Linked DNA regions of Mus musculus: region 2 is linked to region 1. Evidence: chromatin contacts called from public Hi-C data. All regions are on one chromosome and are shown on one strand. Each heading gives the region's core, a stretch centred on a gene start, on an enhancer-like site or on the middle of the called end of the contact. The rest is flanking DNA. Distances are from core to core; before and after follow the strand shown. Region 1 holds the start of Emc2 (ER membrane protein complex subunit 2). Region 2 has its middle 180 kb from the start of Tmem74.

Region 1 (5,877 bases), core at 1,645-4,144:
CCCCTGTACTGAGGCATATAAAGTTTTCAAGACCAATGGGTCTCTCTTTCCAATGATGGCCAACTAGGCCATCTTCTGATACATATGCAGCTAGAGGCATGAGCTCTGGGGGGTACTGGTTAGTTCATATTGTTGTTCCACCTATAGAGTTACAGACCCCTTTAGCTCTTTGGGTATTTCTCTAGCTCCTCCATTGGGGGCCCTGTGATCCATCCAATAGCTGACTGTGAGCATCCACTTCTGTGTTTGCTAGGCCCCGGCATAGTCTCACAAGAGACAGCTATATCTGGGTCCTTTCAGCAAAATCTTGCTAGTGTATGCAATGGTGTCAGTGTTTGGTGGCTGATTATGGGATAAATCCCCGGATATGGCAGTCTCTAGATGGTCCATCCTTTCATCTCAGCTCCAAACTTTGTCTCTGTAACTCCTTCCATGGGCATTTTGTTCCCAATTCTAAGAAGGGGCAAAGTGTCCACGCTTTGGTCTTCGTTCTTGAATTTCATGTGTTTTGCAGATTGTATCTTGTATCTTGGGTATTCTAAGTTTCTGGGCTAATATCCATTTATCAGTGAGTGCATATCATTTGAGTTCTTTTGTGATTAGGTTACCTCACTCAGGATGATGCCCTCCAGGTCCATCCATTTGCCTAGGAATTTCATAAATTCATTCTTTTTAATAGCTGAGTAGTACTCCATTGTGTAAATGTACCACATTTTCTGTATCCATTCCTCTGTTGAGGGATATCTGGGTTCTTTCCAGCTTCTGGCTATTATAAATAAGGCTGCTATGAACACAGTGGAGCATGTGTCCTTCTTATCAGTTGGAACATCCTTTGGATATATGCCCAGGAGAGGTATTGCGGGATCCTCCAGTAGTACTATGTCCAATTTTCTGAGGAACCGCCAGACTGATTTCCAGAGTGGTTGTACAAGCTTGCAATCCCACCAACAATGGAGGAATGTTCCTCTTTCTTCACATTCTTGCCAGCATCTGCTGTCACTTGAATTTTTGATCTTAGCCATTCTGACTGGTGTGAGGTGGAATCTCAGGGTTGTTTTGATTTGCTTTTCCCTGATGACTAAGGATGCTGAACATTTTTTTCAGGTGCTTCTCAGCCATTCGGTATTCCTCAGGTAAGAATTCTTTGTTTAGCTCTGAGCCCCATTTTTTAATGGGGTTATTTGTTTTTTTGGAGTCCGACCTATTTTTTTTTTTACTTCCATTATCATTCTGGTTTTATTTTTTCCAGTATTTTATCTCCTTATTAAATTATTTCAACAACATACATGAACTTCCTTATTTCATTTTGCTGTCTGTATTCTCTGTGATAATTCTTGAGTCCATTGTGAGTTGTTGTGCCATATTTAAAATGATTTTTAAAATTCTGTATATGAACTTCTATGTTAATCATTTTTGCTGGAGGCCATTTGAATGAGGTTGGTAATTTTTGGCGGTATCAAGTTGTCTTAAATTTTCATGCTTCTTAGGTTTATCTCCTGGGATATGACTATTAGGGGGTCAAATTGTTGCTTAAGACTGGAGGTCAGCTGTGGTGCAGTGCTATGTTAGATTGGTGTTCCAGGTACCAGGCTCTATCTTTTGACTGCTGCTGAGGGTTGAGTTTGAATATTTCCTGTTTGCAACTATTCAGTAACTAACCCATTTTTCATAACAGTAGATAATAACTGAATACAAAATGAGTATAAAATGGATGCTTTTTAAATATTAGTTCTTGAAGTGGTGAGTCAATGGCACTGTGTATACTGATAGTATGGGTGGAAGGGAGGCAAAAGGGTCACAACTGCAGTGTGACTAGCAATAAGTATTGGGCTGTTATACTGGAAGTAGAGGAGATTGGCCCACATAGGATTTTAAATAATTGAGTAAAAGCAAAAATGGGGGGGGGCGTGTGGGACATTTGGTTAATGATAGACTAAAATGAAGAGGTAAGTTTAAAGTAGGTCTGCATTTGAGCTTTCAGAAATGGAAAAGTAAGAGGAATGGGTATAAGAAAAGAGAAAGAGGAAAAGGAGAGATAGAGGTAGACATAGAGATAGATAGATATAGATAAATAGAGAAGGATGGAGGAAAAGCAAAAAAGAGAAAGAAACAGTATGGGATAATATTTACACTGCTCCGTTTTATCAGAGCATTGGTATGAATTTGACTGAAGCATTTAATATTGTTTTGAATGAAATATTTTTTTAAGTCTGCTTAGTCTGAGGAGAAACTTTTTTGTTTATATGGAGATTTTAGTCAACAATAGTATCACATCATATATTTGATATTTTGGTAAAAGCTATTACCTTCCAACATGGTAACTATTAGAAGAGATAGATAAGTTAATTAATTGTAGTAATAATCTCAAATCATTACCCTATACACCATATATATATATATATATGTATATATATATATATATACATATATATATACATATATATATATATATTCTTTTGTCAATGATACTTCATTAAGGCTGAGGTATCATTGAGGACTGTGAAAGAATTGAATGAGTCTAGCTAAAGGAAAATAAAAAAACCTGGAGCGGCAGACACTAAAGACATTACATTTGATAAAATCGCAGGAAAAGTAGATAGTTATCTAAAGTTGCAGTAAAAGTAGAAAGTTACCTCAGCCCAAGTACCTCAGCCTCAGCTGTCTGTCACAGACTCCTTCCTCAGCAGCTCCCTCAGCTCCCCGCTGGCCCCGCCCCGCCTCGCCCCGCCCTCCGGCCCCGCCTCTCCGGCTTCTTCCCACTAGTCTGGCCACTCAGACCTCTCTGGCTCCGCCCTCTCTCCTCTTGAGTGGTTTACAAATGAGAGGAAGATTCCGCCCACTCCCCGCTATCGACCAATAAAAACTGGCTTCGTCATTTGCCACTTCCCGGTCGCGGGTGAAGTGCTGCGTCTCCCCGCCCTCTCTCCTCGCCGACTCCGGGTTCTAGGAAGATGGCGAAGGTCACTGAGCGTTACGATGTGACTTGGGAAGGTAATTTTGGGCGGGGAGGGTGCAGGAAGACCCAAAGCCCTGGGAAATGGTTTAGAATTACCCAGAATCCCCGGAGAGATTCGTACCCGGTTGTGTCCTCCGTCGGGCAGCTCTCCCTGAACTGCCCGAACCGAGTGGACACTGGGGCTGGTTCCTTCCTGGGCCCGGCCACAATCTGCGGCGTACCAGTGTCGCGATTGCTGGCCCGTACACCGATCCACCTGCCTCTCTGCGCACCGGTTTTGTCATCTACTGTTTAGGAGGCAGGAGGGACGCGGAGCTGCGGCTGTCACACAGCATGTGGTTTCTGGGAGGCGAGGAGGCGGGATCAATGTGTTGAAGCGAAGAGATAGTCCAATGGGATCTGTTTCTTCAACATGCACTTTCCATGGGTTTAGAAAGTCTCCCCTTTTAACTTCCTTGGCCAGTCCTATTTAAAGCACACACAATGTAGCTTCCTACTTACTTTCTGCCAACTAATTCATTTTCTGAAGGAGATTGTAACTGGTTAAATTGGAGGTATGTGTTCACATGTGATAGTCTTATCCTGTCTGATTGACCAAGAGTGGAGAATCTTTAAATAAAATATTTAAATCTTGGATCAGTTCTGTATGAGCTGTTATCTCTTTCAAAAAACGTTGGTGGGAGTCATGCTTAAGAAAATAAATGGGTGTTTTTAAAAGCATGAGATTTCTGTCCATATTCCCAGCAGTTGGCACAGTACAGTGTACTTCAGTAGCTAGTTTGCCCATTGAATACTTTTGTGGGATCTTTAACATGTAGAGTGAAATTTACATGAATTGTTTGAATGCAAATAAATCTCAAATAGTATAAGAAGGAAAAGATTTTATATTGAATAAAAAATGTAAGTCCTAGTTCTTTATGTCATATAAGACAAATGTTCAAAGAGTTTACAGTTTAATGGAACAACAGACCTGTCAATTCATTTTTAAAAGGTTCATGTCAACACATACCCTTCCACTGTAAAGTAGATAGGTTAGTAGGTGTTCCTTTCAATGCTTTTAAACATGTTATAAATACCTTAAGATTGTTGAAAAGTGATATTTTTAAGGTATGTGAAGGATAGCTTTTAAAATCTGTTAATGTGTACAAATCAAGGACAAAGATTATGTTACTGTTGGCAAGCAAAATGATTCTGCGTAGCTTCATGCTGTCCTGTGGGCATTCTAAGGTATAGCGATATAACTAGATTTGGAATAGTGACTGCTGTGTAATTTGTTGAGCAATGAAAGAAGAAATTATTTTTAAAGTGGTCAGTTAGCTTCTAACCTGAGAGAAAAGATTTTGTTGTTGGTTGATAGTTTTTTTTGTTTGTTTGGTTTTTGTTTTTCGAGACAGAGTTTCTCTGTATAGCCCTGGCTGCCACTCTGTAGTCCAGGCTGGCCTTGAACTCAGAAATCCACCTGCCTCTGCCTCCCAAGTGCTGGGATTATTATGTCATTCTGCTGAATGATCTGGCTCTAGATGGCATCTAGCTGGAGCCACTGCCTGTCCCAACTCTGAGCTGGCTCAGCTTGTCTTTCCTAGATTGCCTAAATTGGCATATACTTGTCTTCGTGGTTGGCACAAGTGATTCTTTCCATCAACAGAGTTCTCCCCTCATAGCCTCACTCTTAAATGTTAGTCTCTCAGAATCGTGCTCAAAAGTTACAGGTTGCAGTACCCTTAAGCACGCATCTTCTCACCCCTGCCACCATATTTACAAGAGAAGTAAAGAGGAAAAAACACGAAAATGAAAATCTCAAGCAACTGAATGGAACAAAACCTCCTGGACTATGTGCTTTCTTTCTATTGAAGCACTTGCTTGCTTGTTTTACCTCAAATTTTTTTCTCTGTTAGAATGAAAGAAACTAGGCCTACTTTGCTCACTTTTATGTAACTAGTGCTTGGCACAGCGAAGAAACTATTTACTAATTGACTGAATTATTCAAAGTGTTTACAACCAACACTAATAAGTTGTCCATGCTTTTTCTAGCTTTCTGGCCACTATCTTATGTGAACCTGGGCACCCCAGTGACTAGAACACAGTTTCCTTATTTTGTAAAATGAAGGCTTAATTTTCCTGAAAACCTGTTTTATGAGAATATGGATGGTTGATGAGATGACACTCAGATGGAGTTTTGTTTGGATATGGAGGACAGAGTCAGCTGTATCCTTAGGACCTCCATTAGCATCAGAAATGGATCCAAAGAACACAATAGAGTGTGTATGTGTGGGGTGTCTGTGTGTGTGCATATATATGTCTCTTTGTGTGGTGTTTGTTACATGTCATACATGAGAGTGTGGGTGTGCATAGGCACAAAGATGCCAGGAGAGGGAGTTATATATCTTGCTGTACACTCTTTATTTGAGGCGGGGTTTATCACTAAACCTGAAGCCAGGCTAGAAGACTGCAAACGCCAGTGAGCAATATCTCCTCCCCTGACCTCTTTCCTAGTGCTGGGGTTAGAGCCAAGCAGGGCTCTTTATGTTTTGCAAGGGATTCAACTCAGGATCTTATGGTTGCAAAACATGGACTCTTACCCAACAAGAGCTCTTAACCACTGAGCATCTCTCCAGACCCTGTAATTTTTGTAATAGGAATGCATATAAAAGACTTTAGTAAGTTTAACACTCTTTTAAGTCTCAAATAGATGATATAAACAAATAAAATGTTCATTTCGTAAGCCAGTTGAAAACATTTGTTAAGTAGAATATTTAGAATTTAGACTTGTAAGGAAAGTAGTCAAGTTTCTTGAGAATATATATTTAGGCATGGCTGGATAGGGTGCCTTGTGCAGAGCCTAGCATAATAGATGTGAAATGAGTTTTTAAAATACTGTAGAAAATTTTGTTTGTATTCCTCCCTTTTTACTTCATACCTTA
Region 2 (6,356 bases), core at 3,591-6,090, 220 kb after region 1:
ATCATGGAATAGTGGTAGGCAGTAAAGCAGGCAGACAGGCATGGTACTGAGAGTTTACTTTCTGATCTGCAGGCAGCAGACAGAAAGAGTAAGACTCAACCTGGCATGGGGCTTTGAAACCTCAAAGACTACCCATCTTGACCCACCTCCTCTAAAATGCCACAGCTTCTGATGCTTCCCAAAATGTTTCACTAACTGGAACCAAGAATTCAAATATATGAGCCTATGGGGACCAATCTCATGTAAGCCACCGCAGTGTTTTTTGTTTTTGTTTTTTTAACTTCTTTTCTTAGATATTTTCTTTATTTACATTTCAAATGTTATCTCCTTTCCTAGTTCCCCCTCCAAAAATCCCCTATCCCCTCCCCCCTCCCCTGCTCCCCAACCCAACCACTCCCATTCCTGGTCCTGGCATTCCCCTATACTGGGGAATAGAGCCTTCACAGGACCAAGGGCCTCTCCTCCCATTCTTTCTCATGTCTCACTTTGGAAAGCTCATGTTGTAGAATGTCTTGTCTCTGTTTGATTTAGGAGTTCCTCTCTTCTGGAAACTGTCCCTGTTGCAGGAATGATACCTTAAAGCTACATATATATTTACAAATTTTATTACCATACCAACATCCTCTCCATTGCCCCAAGGTATGCATCTAATATAAAGGTGAATGTTCCATTTGATTCTGTCAACAACTTGGAATTGTGAATAACAAGCTCGAGAACCTAGAAGGAGATGGATTTGAACCATGTTGACAATTCTCCAAAGCAATGGCTTAGCATGTAAGGTATATTCTCTGGTACCCTTCAATGCATGCCTCTTGCCTCCTAAACTAGTCAGATCTGGTTTTTGCTACTGCTAGATTGTCCTCTCTGTGTATATAGCTTAAGAATTCCTTATTACTCATTTACTAGCACCTTGGTATTTCAGAAGTGTTATAGGATAGACATTCATTTGTTCTAGCTTTAATTTCTTAAGTCACTTTTTATGTTCTTCAGATGATTAAAACAATATCTCCTTTTTAAAGAAAGGTTTATTTATTATATATAATACCCTGTAGATGTCTTTAGACACACCAGAAGAGGGCATCAGATCTCATTACAGATGGTTGTGAGCCACCATGTGGTTGCTGGGATTTGAACTCTGGACCTCTGGAAGAACAGTCAGTACTCTTAACCACTGAGCCATCTTTCCAGTACCTACAATATCTCCTTAATGAGTATTCCTTTGAAACAAGTCAACATAATGCAAATCTCTCTAGAGAGACTCTCTGGTCAAGGCCACAGCTTCTTTTGTGCTTTATTCTACTTAGCTAAATCATCTCTTTGGAATGTCATAAGAGGACATTCAATCCTTTGTTAAGAGACTTGACCAACCTCAATTATTTTATCCTGCCTATGTCTGCTGAAAAATTCCAGAGAACAACAGACAGAATCACATGGGATTTTGGCTTGAACCAAATAAAACCAGTGTGGAATGCACAAAATAAAGATAGTTTGTCAGAGTGGTAAATCAAATGTCACAACCATGGAACATGATCATTTTACTATGAAGTTTGTTCTTATTAAATGTCCTATGTATTGTGTGTTTTATATAGTATATAAGAGCTTCCTTTGGTTAGTGCAAATAAAAATCTTGATGTCACAAATCATCATTTCTGTTACATAATAAATAGCTCATTTGAGATCTACTAATATAGTACTCTGATTTACTATAAAATATTAATTTTAACTACCTTTGTTAGGTAATTTTTGGTTCAGTTTGGATTCTATAGCTATCAATTCTCTGATACCCTTACTGGAAACATTCATTTCTACTACATTTTCTATTTTCCACACCACTGCAGTAAATTCTAAGCTTGAAATCTGGAACATTCTTAGCATGTAAGGTACTAAACATGGTAAAACCAAGACTTTGTTTATATCCACAAACTAGGATTACTTAGAAATTAGAATCTTCAAGACTGGCTGGTATCTTAGTAGTGTCTGATAACCTTTCCATTTCATAATGACTAAGAGCTTTATAAACTTTTCCTTCTTGGGGAATTACTTCAAGATTGACTAGAAAATAGAGATCACCTGATGCAAACATCTCCCTACCCTAGAACACAAAAGTCCACATGGCAACATCCACCCTTTTTTTTCTGTATATGTAAAGTCTGTCAGTGTCTACAACCTTCCCTCAGATTCTTCCATTTATACTTGGTTTTATAAAACTCAACTGTAAGACATAATATTAAATGTATTAAGTCTGGATCAGAAAGATTCCTATTGCAAGTTTTCTCTCATTTGAGGGCTCTAGATGCAATAAATGCATAATGTCATGTGTGTACATGAATGTATAAGTGGAACTGGGGAGAAAAGGAGATCAATGAAAGGGGTAAGATGGGGGAATCATCAGATATGGGGAGGGATATGCTCAATACATTTGATAAACGGATTAAAAATAATTTCCAAAACAAACAAATGAATCCATCCACACACACAGGTATCTTGTCTTTCTTAACCAGATTTTCTGGCATATTGTTGAGAACATGAGATAAAAACTGTTCAGGAATTCATGGACTCCAAAACAGCTGTTCTGAAAATACCTGTACTAGAGGCCAGTGATAGCTCAAGAGAATTCTGGCTCCTGGTCCCTTGCTATCTCTTACCCTTCTCTGGAAGCTATATGAGGATGTGACCAATCCAGATACTTTGAACCTCAAGGCTAGACCAACTGGATGGATGAGCTTCTTCTTACCATAAGTTCATGAATTTTATTCTTGGAATTTATGAGATAAATATTCTAGAGGCCACTTACTCTAGAGCCTTTGTGTGACATGTCTGGGATCCTGACTCTTGAGATTAAGCCAACCCAAGCACCAAGAAAGGTCCTCAAAGACATCTAAAAATTTCCCATATAATATAACACTGAGCATCAACATCTGTTTTAGGTTCCAATTTTGTCGTCATCCTTGGTAGAAAAGTCAATAACCTTTCTGTCTGGCTGGTATGATTTTAGTTCTCAAGAGTTATACCCTCTCCTCCAGTGTGATTCTACAATTGAAGGCAGTATCTAGAATAATTTTGTCTAAAATATAAAGATTATACTCTCTGCTACACATTTGCATTGTCTTCTCATAAAAGTCAATGTCGTTGCACTTGCCTGTAAAAATCTGTGATTGTTGGATTACCATTTCCCCTTTAACCTCTCGACCTATGTTGTATCTCATCTATCTCCCTTAGATCAAACCCAGAAGAGTATTAGACTGGGTTGTCCTTTCCTTATTTCCAGCTCAATCATTTTGTTCTCTCAGAGTCTTTCTAATCTCTCTATTCAAAATTGTTTGACATCTTTCTATATCTTTCTTTTTTTGTTAGTGCTTCCTACCACCTAAAGTGTGGGAAGCCACATATGCCATTACAAGGTGGCGCTGCCTACCGCTGGCCACCATGCATAAGTTTGGGTAAACAACCAATGTGTACATATGCAGTAAAGTTTTTTGCTGAGTCACTGCCTGGCCCAGGCATGTTAATGAGGTTCTGTGAGGTACTGAGAGCATAACCAATCAGGTGTAGATATGTAAGTGAGGTATGTTAATGAGGTTCTGTTAAGTTCTGAGAGCATAACCAATCGGATATAGACATGTAAATGAGGTAGTAAATGCATAACCAATCTCCTAGGCCTATATAAGCAGCACCAGTTCTGGGCTCGGGGTCTTTTCACCTCTGCAATCAAGCTTTCCCAATAAACGTGTGCAGAAGGATCCTGTTGTGGCATCTGCTTTGCTGGTGAGTTGGGCCCTCACACTAAAGTTCTGTATAAGCATTTGATTTGCTTATGGTCTGCGTTCTCCCAGAAGAATATAACCTTAAAAAAAATGACTTTTTCAGTCACTAAAGGACTAGGGATATCCTCTCCCACTGAGGCCAGGCAAGGCATCACAGTTAGGGGAATGGAATCTACAGGCAGGCAACAAATTCAAGGATTGCTCCCCTTCTAGTTGTTGGGGGACCCATATGAAGACCAAGCTACATATTTGGTACATATGGGGGGCTTTGGTTGGTAATTCAGAATTTGGGAGCCCCTAAACATTCAGGTTTGTTGACTCTGTTGGTACCAGGGGGATGTGATACCCAGAGCACCTCCTCCTTCTTAGAGGAGAAGTAGAGGGAGAAATGGAGGGAAGAACTTGGAGGGGGGCTGATATTGGAAGGTAAAGTGAATAAATTAATTAATTAATTGAAAAAATAACCCACAGTCAGATCACTCAAAAAATGTGTTTTTCTTCTGGTAATCAATGAGGGAGTAAATTCTTTTTCTTTTCTTTTTTTTTTAAATTAATTTATTTATTTTTCGAGACAGGGTTTCTCTGTATAGCCCTGACTGCCCTGGAACTCACTTTGTAGACCAGGCTGGCCTTGAACTCAGAAATTCGCCTGCCTCTGCCTCCTGAGTGCTGGGATTAAAGGCGTGTGCCACCATGCCTGGCTTGGAGTAAATTCTCTTAAAGCAAGTGGAATTACAGAGACAAAACTGTTGTTGCACAATGAAATTGAAGCACAGTCCTGAAAACTCACCTACATGGAAATCTGCTCTTATGCTTCACTGGTCCTCAGACACTATTCTGCGGAGCAGAGCAGACAGACCCAGTTAGGGGTAGGCTGATTCCCTGTCAGCTTTGATGGGGGTGGGGATCCTACTCTTTGTTTCTTTTCAATGGAAATTTTCCCTTTCTTTCTGTTTGCTCTCTCTTCCTTGGAGATGTGGAGTCACTGTAAGATTGGCAAGTTTTCCAGGGAAACCTGGCAAGTGTAATTCCTCCCACTCCCAGTTGTCTGCCTGTCTGCAGAGAATTCGCTCTGGTAGACCATGTGAAAAGTTGCTGGAGGAGGCATTGGACTGTCTTTCCCCCACAGACTGAGTGGGTGAGTGCATTTGCTTCATGGGAAGTTTATTTCTGCAGCTCTCCAGCTGCAACCCTTTTATCTCCATTTGCACTGCTCCATTGTGCTTCAGTTCAGAACTGAAGGGGAGAAAATAACTAGTCACCTAACAGTCTCCTCACATGGCAATGATATTTTCCACAAGCCCATTCTCCACAAGTGCTTAGAAGCTGCTGGCTGAGGAACATGCAGTCATTTGTGTCCTCATAGCAGCTGGAAGCAGAAGGAAACCAAGTATCTTTCCACTTATGCTGTGTTTCCCACTTAGCTCTTTACAGGTTTATTAATCCCTCAATGGGTTTATCTATCTATAATCTGGCGATGCTTATTGTCTTAGTTAGGATTTTATTGCTATGTACAGACACCATGACCAAGGCAACTTTTATAGGAACAACATTCAATTTGGACTGACTTACAGGTTCAGAGGTTCAGTCCATTATCTTCAAGGATGGAACATGGCAGCATCCAGGCAGACATGGTGCAGGAGGAACTGAGAGTTGTATATCTTCATCTAAAGGCTGCTAACAGAATACTGGTTTCCAGGCAGAGAAGATGACAGTCTTAAAGCCTACACCCACAATGACACATGTACTCCAACAAAGCTGCATCTACTCCAACAGGGCCACACCTTCTAAACCATCACACTTACCCTACATCATTCTCTTTCAAGGCAGAAGAGAAGAGCCTTTGTTCTATACCTGCAGTTATCCTATATTCCAGGAACACAAAACCTCACAGGACAACCCCTATGAGCAGGAATCATCTTCTTTTTAATATTTTCTTAAATTTATTTTTATCCACTTTACATCCCAATATCAGCTGCCCCTCTCTTCCAAGTCCACCGCTCTCACAGGTCCCTTTCTCATTCCCCCATCCCCTTCTCATGAAAGAAGGGGTATCCCCACCCTGCATCACCCCTTTTCTACCCCTCACCCCACTTGTACATCAGTCACTGCAGGACAAGGCACATCCTCTTTCATTGAGGCCAGTCAAGGCAGCCCAGTTAGAGAAACAGGATCCAAGGAAGGCAACAGATTCAGGAACAGTCGCTACTCCACTTGATGGGGAATCTTCATGAAGAGCAAGCTGTACATCTGCTACATTTATGCAGAGGCCAAGGTTCAGTTCATGCTTGCACTTTGGTTGGTGGTTCATACTCAAGGAGCCCCCAAGGATCTAGCTTAGTTGACTCTGTTGGTCTTTCTGTCTAGTTATTATCTTATAGAAACAAGACGATGACCCTCAAGCCATGACAGCATGATCATTTATTCTCACTACCTGTGTAACTGGAGCTGAGATAGTGAGCTAATAGATCATATTTTGCCTTACACTGATTTATCGTGCATGTCCCAAAGATGTGGCCACTAGACCTCTTTTCTTTGTTCACCTTCCATTACATCATTACATTCCACATTCATCACATCAGTTTCCTCTGC

What was found. Hi-C and Micro-C count contacts between places; a contact is called where the count stands out from the background.
Region 2: a Hi-C map of cortical neurons shows a contact between it and region 1, with 2.8 times the contacts expected there. The contact joins the enhancer-like site here to the promoter of Emc2 in region 1. A contact is called at or near these places in 2 of 39 promoter capture datasets (the 3T3-L1 cell line and 3T3-L1-derived adipocytes) and 1 of 484 Hi-C or Micro-C datasets (cortical neurons).

The regions. Positions count from the first base shown.
Region 1 is chr15:43,474,335-43,480,211 of GRCm38.p6, forward strand. It overlaps Emc2 (ER membrane protein complex subunit 2), which reads left to right and starts at 2,895. Exons shown (of 11, transcript NM_025736.2): 1 at 2,895-2,991. The coding sequence starts at 2,952. Gm10373 (predicted gene 10373) reads right to left here and starts at 2,702. Exons shown (of 3, transcript NR_046064.1): 1 at 2,634-2,702.
Region 2 is chr15:43,690,816-43,697,171 of GRCm38.p6, forward strand. No RefSeq gene overlaps it. Among named protein-coding and RNA genes, the nearest start is that of Tmem74, 180 kb to the right of the region's middle. Within about 2 kb of position 4,841, at least 18 of the 459 cell types and tissues checked have an H3K27ac peak or open chromatin away from gene starts, as enhancers often do. A contact at or near this core is called in cortical neurons, where this site is marked.